Linked DNA regions of Capsicum annuum: all the other regions are linked to region 1. The links are chromatin contacts, called in public Hi-C maps. All regions are on one chromosome and are shown on one strand. Each heading gives the region's core, a stretch centred on a gene start, on an enhancer-like site or on the middle of the called end of the contact. The rest is flanking DNA. Distances are from core to core; before and after follow the strand shown. Region 1 holds the start of LOC107873195 (phosphoenolpyruvate carboxylase kinase 1). Region 2 holds the start of LOC107873198 (1-aminocyclopropane-1-carboxylate oxidase homolog 1). Region 3 overlaps LOC107873197 (a long non-coding RNA gene).

What was found. A called contact is a pair of places that touch in the nucleus more often than the background predicts.
Region 2: a Hi-C map of leaf shows a contact between it and region 1, with 2.4 times the contacts expected there. The contact joins the promoter of LOC107873198 here to the promoter of LOC107873195 in region 1. A contact is called at or near these places in 2 of 5 Hi-C or Micro-C datasets (leaf and placenta).
Region 3: a contact with region 1 is called in a Hi-C map of leaf, with 2.5 times the contacts expected there. The contact joins the enhancer-like site here to the promoter of LOC107873195 in region 1. A contact is called at or near these places in 2 of 5 Hi-C or Micro-C datasets (leaf and placenta).

Annotation. Positions count from the first base shown.
Region 1 is chr6:140,136,106-140,139,042 of UCD10Xv1.1, reverse strand. It overlaps LOC107873195 (phosphoenolpyruvate carboxylase kinase 1), which reads right to left and starts at 1,474. Exons shown (of 3, transcript XM_016719943.2): 1 at 1,080-1,474; 2 at 408-846. The coding sequence starts at 1,424.
Region 2 is chr6:139,647,299-139,650,235 of UCD10Xv1.1, reverse strand. It overlaps LOC107873198 (1-aminocyclopropane-1-carboxylate oxidase homolog 1), which reads right to left and starts at 1,402. Exons shown (of 3, transcript XM_016719945.2): 1 at 1-1,402. The coding sequence starts at 392.
Region 3 is chr6:139,776,622-139,779,558 of UCD10Xv1.1, reverse strand. LOC107873197 (a long non-coding RNA gene) reads left to right here. Exons shown (of 2, transcript XR_001675168.2): 2 at 708-1,248. Among protein-coding and RNA genes, the nearest start is that of LOC107873197, 3.9 kb to the left of the region's middle. Within about 2 kb of position 1,533, at least 3 of the 5 cell types and tissues checked have an H3K27ac peak or open chromatin away from gene starts, as enhancers often do. A contact at or near this core is called in leaf, where this site is marked.

The DNA of each region.
Region 1 (2,937 bases), core at 225-2,724:
AAATATATTAGGTAATTCTTAACGGGTTAACTGCTTATCCGATAAGGAAACTAAGTAATTCACCCCACACCAATGAGCCGTTAATTATAAAATTTCAATCCGTTCACCAACCGTTTATCCGAGAAGCTAACACCAATAAGCCGATAAGTCAATTTTACGGTTGGCTTATTGAATACAATTTGATTTTAAACCGTCCTAGATTCCGATAGATCCTCAGCTTAAATCAATAATTGTATAACAAATACAAAAGATAAGTGCAAAATAAACTACCAGCTAGCAACAAGTGAAGAAGTATTTATTATTTGAGAATATTGGTCAATAGTCAAATTGATAGTCAGTTGACCGGAGATCACAAAAATTCAAAAGAGGAAATAACTAAAGGCAGAACAGATGGTGTTAGTACTTACTAAGAACTTGTTCGGCAGAGAATCTTCTAGAAACATCTTTACATAGCATTCTCCGAAGCAAATCCTTCGCCGCCGGCGTTACTGAATTGAAGATCCTAGTCGGAAACCTAAGGTTCGCTCTGAGCACAGCCTCAAAGATCTCCGTCGCCGATTCACCGTAAAACGGCGGCACTCCGGCAAGCATTATATACATAATAACACCAGCACTCCAAATATCAACCTTCTCACTGTAGTTTCTCCCAGCTAACACCTCCGGTGCCACGTAATACGGCGTCCCTACTACGCCGCTTATCAGCTGTCCCTCACGGAAACACTCAGCCGACCCAAAATCAGCCAATTTCAGCTCGTTTGAGTCGTTGAATAAAATGTTATCCGGCTTGATGTCCCTGTGTGCTACGCCGAGAAGGTGACAGTGCGCTATTGCCTTCATTAGTGGTACCTATACAGATAGTATATACCAAAAATTATCAGTCACAATGATAAACAAAAATCAAAAAGTTTTTCAAATTCTACTTCGCTTAGCTTTACAATTTACTTCCTCCTCCAATTTTCGAAAATTCAACAAGGTGCCGCTTCGTAGATCGTTCCGATTCAAGCCATTTTACGAAGCAAAACTAAAATTTCCCCATTTTGGTCAGCAACGAGTGAGATTTTGGTGATCTGAAACAGTACCATGACATCGACAGCTTCGGACTCGGAGAACACTGATCGACTACTGAGGCGTTGAAACAAATCGCCGGCGTTGCATAGCTCTAAAACCATATCAAGGTGAACATCATCCTCATAGATATCGAAGATACGAACAATGTTCGGATTCGGCGAAAGCAAGTGCATAATTTTCGCTTCGTTGTAAAGGCATTGGCGATCTATATCATCATCGGCGATGAGACGTTTATCAATAGACTTGACGGCAAATGGCTCACCGGTTGCCAGCGAGTAACACTTGAAAACGGTACCGAATTTGCCCCTACCCAACTCTTCGCAGACACAATAATTTCGCTTTAGTGAGTCGCTCATTCCGTTTGTTTTGTTTTTTTCCTACTTTTTTGACTTGTGTTGAGAAGGGTTGGTCAGTTTTATAGACAGTAGACAAGTAGAAGTAGAAAGGGGAGTAGGAATTTTATGGGAGAATATTCGGTTGAGGGTATTGACCAATGAGATACAGCCATTTGGAGATATTAACGGCGTTACCTCTCACGGAAGATTACCATCTTATAACGGAAGATTTATACTCCCTCCGTTTAAAAAAGAACGACCTACTTTGACTTAGTATAAAATTTAAAAAAATAAAGAATCTTTTGAATCTTGTGGCCTTATGTGTGTGTTTGGTATGATGGAAAACATTTTCCATGTTTTCTTGAAAAATATTTTCCTGGAAAATAAGTTGGTTTTCTACTTATTTTCTCATATTTGGTTGGTGAGTGAAAAATATTTTTCAAAAAATATTTGATGGTGTTTGGTTGGTGAGTAGAGAATATTTTTTAGAAAAATATTTTCTAGTGTTTGATTGGTGAGTGAAAAAATATTTTTTAGAAAATACTACTAACTGTTAACTAGTATATCAGTGCCTCTAACAACTCAACAATTTGTAAGAAATAATTTAAGCATAACAAATAATATCAATATCGAATTCTAAAATACTACCATTACTAAATTTAATCAAATTAGTTATTTCTATTTATTGTAGTATCAGTGCCTCTATTGATTGTAGTATCTAAATAATAAATATTTTTTAATATTTGTCATTTCATAAAAATAATGCATATTAGTTATTTATTTTCACTTTTATCATTATTAATAAATAAATAAAAAATATTAATATAATGCAAAAAAGAGAAGTATTTAATAAAAATGAGTAATAAATAAGGACAATTTAGTTAAATTACCTTCTAGTTAATGTTTTTCTTAAGGGGTGTGCAATTTAAAAATGTAACAAGTAAATAGAAACAGAGGAAGTATATGCTTTCTCCGTCACAATTTATATAGGGCTTGTTTGAAAAGTCATCCTAGGAATTGGATTTGGTGTAATAAGGTATAATAACACTGTTTGATATGTTTGGTTAACCAGCTAATTACTTGGTCAATAGGTAATTAGGTGTAATTGGCATAAGGTAATTACACTCCAATTAAAATGAGGGGATTGTAAATTATTGGTAATTACATGATATAATTACAAACTAGTACCTTTTTAATTTTTTCCTTTAATTTCTATTTTTATTTTCTAATTTTAATTATTTTTTATTTCTATTATCCAAATTATTTTTATTATTCTAATATTTTAAAAAATATTTTTATTGTATATTATTTATATTTCATTTCCTTCTCATTTCCCAACTTTTATTTCTTGTGATTCTATGCAATTGTTCATATTATCTATTTTTTAAAAATTTATTTTACGTTTACCTTTTACATTTAGCATAATTTTATTAATATTTTAATTTTTAAATTAAAGTAAAATTCACTATTGAATAAGGTTATGACTTATGTTTTTCTTTTATTTTGAATTATATGTATGCCATTATATTGAAAT
Region 2 (2,937 bases), core at 153-2,652, 490 kb after region 1:
TTCCGCGTATACCATTGTTTCTTGACCTCAGTATCTTGCTCATAGAATCTCCTAACACCATTCAACATTTCTTCCAAAACACTTTGAGGAATTCCATGATTGACCACTTGAAAGAAACCCCACACTTCCGATGCATCACGGATCTTTTCAACGATCTCCTTACGTTGAACTGGATCTTTACTGATGACATCTAAGTCTATAACAGGAATATTTAATTGGGTTTTTTCAGGATCATTTGGACATGCCTTAGTATATGCATCTTCTGGGGTGTAGAAAATTTTTGGGACTTTTGTAACTCCTGCATCAACTAGACCTTTGACACCAGCTCGTGTGTTATCAAAAGCTATTAATTCACTTGTTCTGTCATAGCTATGTTCATCTGTGACAACCATTTTCTTTTTATCTGCTAGAGAAATCAAAGCTCAAACCGGAGAAGAAAGGAAGTACCACTAAATGATAAAAGACTTTTATTTTATTTTATGAAGTCAAAGCATGGGATCATTTTCTAAGGTGGAATTGTTAGACTATATAATTGTTTAATTTTACTCCCCCTTATACTTTTGACTATTTATACTGCTGCCATTAGTGAAAGTTCTAAATTTATCCCTCATTTGACAGAACAAACATGTGGCACACTCTAAAAGGTAAAACCCAATCTACCACTTAAAAAAACATATCTGAACCAAAATCCGTTCGATCCAGATCCTTATCACTCACTACCATTTTCATTATACCCAAGTCTCAAACTCATGGAAGATAACTCGCGATTCGATGTGTCAACTCATGAAAGATAACCCGCGATTCGATCCAGATACTTATCACTCACGATCATTTTCATTACTCAAGTCTCAACTCATGAAAGATAACCCACTTTCATATCTCCATTTCCTTCTTCCTCCCTCCCCTTGAAGAAGCTATTGTTGGCGATAATGTTAAAGGGAACGGCGGCGGATGTGGGTGACATGTAGTTAATTAATCACCAAAGAATCCCACGAGATGATGACTATTGTAGAACTTAGTTTGAAGGGAAGATTATTGGGTATAGTTAGATTGATGGCATGATGCTCGACTTAGTGACTATATCTGTCTACAAACCAATTTTCTATCTTTACTCATAGCTTTGGAGATACATAGATAAAAAATAGCAACAAATTATGGTGATCATAAATACTTAGTTGATGTGGGTGACATAAATTAATCTCTAGATAATTTAGAACATATAGCGATGAATAATATTATGAGTTTTAGTCAAAGGGAAATTGTTGGGTGTGAAAACAAAATTATGGATAGATAGCTGAAAAGATGAAAAAAAGAAGATACATATAAGGTGGTGTTGAAATTATTGGAGTTTGGTTCAAAGGGATGATATCATAATATGTTAAAAGTATTTTAAAAATGTTTTAGCTTAACCATTAGTATCGGAGCCAATGGGTAGGTATATAGATGACAAATTGATGGCATTCGGGTCCTAACTTTATCTGTAGTTTTGGAGACACATGCAAAAAAATGAAGTAATGGACTTCGGTGATCATGGATACTCTATTAATGAATAAAGTCTTATATTGCGTAGCTCAAAAGAAAAAAAGAAGTTACATATAAAGTATAGTTAAAAATTATGGAGTCTTGACCCAAATTGGACATATCGCACCATGTTAAAAATAATTTTGAATTATTTTAATCCAAACACTGATATCAGAGTCGAAGATTCTATGAGACAAGTATAGAGATGACATAATGATGACATTCATGGCCCTAGCTCGGTGCCTTTGCCCGTCTACGCTACGATTCAATTTACTACCTTTATCTATAGCTTTAATTTGGAGACATATACACAAAAATAAAGTAGTGGACTTTGATGACCATAAATATTCGATTGATGTGAGTTGCATACAGTTAATCTATACTATATTAAAAGTATGATAATCTTAGAAAAGTGATTTGAACTTTTTGCAATAGACAACATCATTTTTTTACCCTTGTTTCTTTAGATTATTTAATAATTAATTTGTAAAATAAAATTAAAAAATAGTGACCTACTCAGTCCTATTACACTATATTTGGATGATGGTTTCCCACGGTATGGTATGGTATGGTATGGTATTCTATTAATAGTCTGGTTGGGATTACTTGTTTCTTCAAAAAAATATTTTTTTAAAGAAAAAATACTTTTTTTTAAAAGAAGGGTGTTTGATAAAATTGCAAAAGTGTTTTTAAATTAAGCAGAAACAATTTTTATACTTTTGAAAGAAGCAGAAAATTATTTTTTTTCATTATAAAAATATCTATCATTTATACACAGCACACGCGCGCACATACACAGGCCAAAGGCATCGATAGACACTCAAACTTGTTGTCAAAATTCACTTAGAAACCTAAACTAAGGCCTGTTCCTATCAGGCCCCTAAACCATCCACATTTTGTTTCAATTGAACATTTTTTGCCTACATGGCACTACACGTGTTTTTCACTCACTAGAGGCGCGTGAAGCATGATTTTTTGCCTAAATAATAAATAAAAACATGCCAAGTGGCACTGACGGCTCAAGTTTTTTTAATAATAGAATAAATAATATTTTTAATTAAAAAACTTATATTTAAATTATTTTATTAAATTTAATTATTATAACTTCTTAATTATTTTTTAAAAAGGAAACCCCCCTTCTTCGTCGTCTTCTTTATACCCACCCGCCCCTATTGTCTTCTTAAAAAAAGTCATCGTCTTCTTCTTATCTTCTTTCTCTCCGTCTTCTTGATCCCACTACAAGTCATCCAAAACGCAAATCAATTTCCCTTCTTTAATTCATCAATTTCCAATTATGAAACTCATAATCAAGAATCTTCGAACTAATGTTTTTTTTTAAAGTTCAGCTTCTTTAATTCAGTTCAACTTTTTTTTTCCATGGCTTCCACCATACAAAGCTCCACATTCAAACCCCAT
Region 3 (2,937 bases), core at 284-2,783, 360 kb after region 1:
ATCTGAGAATTTAGCTAGAGAAGAAGAGAGTCAAGAAAGAAGTATTATTCATGAATGATAATGTATACGAGTGTAACATGAATTAATATTGAACTTATGGTAAAAGTGAAATCCAAATCTAAGAATATGTATTATACAATTTGAAGATTATACAAAATGGAGGGTGCACTTGTTCAATTGAATCACTTAAGATCTTAATGAAAAAAAGTAAAATAACTTCTTATAGACTTAGAAAATACAAATACAAAAGTAGAAACAATAATTGGACTACAGAATGTGACTGTACTATAAGGTCTTAATTGAATTGACCAAGCAAACTCGAATTGATGTAACATAAAAATGGGTCATTCTTTTTTGTATAATTATTTAGCAAATAATTATATCTTTATTTCTCTTGCAACTTATTAATTTATAATTTAGATCAAGGTCTAAAGTTTTATTTTTGAACAAACTGGAAATTTTAGGATAGAATATTAGTAGAGAGAAATGAGTAAAATTGGATAACTGTCACTACAGTGCTAACTAACTAACTCTGGGATTGTTCTAACTAACTTTGGGACACATGAACAGTGCTAACTATAATTATTTTTTGAAATTAACTTGCAATCCATGCCGCTAATTCGATTATGTCATAAATTCTTTCCTTGACCTTCTAATCTCTTCTCAATTGCATAAACTTCCATCAAAGTGTTTGCTTGTGTCTTTAGGAACAGGTGATACTAGAAGTCCTGGAAGTTCTGGCAAAGGAGGTAGCCTTGGGAGAGGTGGAATCAAAACACCTAGTGGATCTTGAATTGGTGGGTAAAATGTAGGTTGGGATTTGAAATTGCAGACTTTTGAAGATATGTTGATTTCTTTTTAGTACTTTGGATGCTTGGCTTTTGGCTGCAAAGATTTTGCTAATTGAGAGGTTTGAAAGTAAAGATACCAGCAGAGAATATGTGTCCTTTTTTCTCTTGACTTGAGATGAAGAGAAGGTTAAGTTGATGTCGACGCAATAGCACAACACGGCTCGCTGCTCTTAATCAGTTTCACAAAACATGCCTTGATTTTCTTGACATGTTTTGCTTATATATATGTATGAGAATATTAATATTTATTGTCATATCATATTTATTGGGCCCGTGAACGCACGGACATCCATCGTCTAGTATGCTAATGTTTATTAGTCACCAAGAGTGTGAATAAAAGATGTTACCATTAAAAATATTTTTCTGAAAAATAAATGAATGCTTACTTATTTTCTTATGTTTGCTTGGTGAATAAAAGATATTTTTTAAAAATATGTTCTAATATTTGATTGGTGAATGAAAAATATTTTTTAGAAATAATTGTGATTATAGAGAAAGAGACATGGATTTAGTTACCTTAAATACAAGGACGCGTTCTTTATAATTGCTAGGCATAAAAAAACCACTGTTTTTCAGTCAAATAAAATTTTAGTATTTTCCCCCTAAAATGTTATACTAGTCAATTAAGTGGATATATAGTATTGTGGTAATGACTGTTCCACTTCTTACTTTTATTTTAATTTAATTAGAAAATCAAATTTTGTAACGTCTACATCAAAAATAATGAAATTACCTTAAGTACAAGTGTCTTTGCCATAACAAGATTACTTCTGAAATGATGCAATCAAGAAATTAAGTGAGCGTTTGATCATGAAAATAAAAAAACACTTCACTTTATTTGAAATTTTTAATTTGAAGTTGAAGTTATGATTGATCATATTTTTTACATTAAATATTTAAAATTTAAATATATTTTTAAAACAAATATAAAATATCATTTAAATAAAATAATTATATGAAAATAAAAAAAAAATTAGACTAGTTGAAATGGTCAAACAAAGATTAAACAAAACTAAAGAAGAAATTAAGTTAAAACTAACTATGTGCATGCCCAGGGGATTGGGGATATAATCGCAGTTTTGTTGGGCGCGGGGTGGGTGCAGTAATGAATCTCAGGCCTCTAGCACCCAGATGTTTTTATTGAGAGTTGTTTGTAGACTCTTTTTTGTCTGGAAAATGACTTATTTGGGTTATTGGTTAAGTCATTTTTCACAAATTATATTTTAGAAATATAAGTTGTCCATGTTAACCCCACACTCTCACTATATGCTTTAATAAAGACAAAATAATAAACAAATATCTTGTAGGATGCACTGAAGATACAGAAGATTAAACGAGATTCAAGAATCGATTCAAGATATCCAAGAATATCTTGCAAAAGGAAGAAAGCATCCAATAGCAAGATGATCGATGCTAAACTTGGGAACAGTATCAATCATGGAACCTACTGGCTCCCTGAATCAATCACCACAGTAGCAAAAAGAAAGAAGACTGCATCTCTTATATGGATATATCTGATATGAACGTGTATGGATGTGATAAGAATATTATCATATATGGATATATCAAATATGGACATACTATATAGTATCATCCCTCAATCAAGGAACCAATTCAAATCCATGATTGAGACGAAATCTCTTGGGTTTCCTTATGAAGAAAAGAAGTTGGAGCAGCTGAAGAGTATAAAAGAAAAGGACTGAGGATCGAAGCACTCATGCAAGTGCAAGAAAATACCTTAGTGTGTCTTAATCTTAGTCTCCATAAAACTTTGTACTTCTTAAAGTTCACAATAGTTACATAAGAGCAAGATCGGGTCAACTTTCTATTGAGGCTATGTCACAATATCTGAAAACCAAAATAGGTTTTAGAACTTATTTACTATTCATGTACTTGACTCCACTTTGAAAAGATCTAAGGAAACTTTGAAACCCAAGGGGACTGAAAGTAGGCACCACATTGATGTTCCGAACTAGGATAAATCTTTGCATTCTTATTTTCAATTATTTATCTTCTTGCTTATTTGCTTAAATCTAATCTTCTTTGTTAAGAATACTAATTTATAGGTGAGTCGACTGTGAGTACT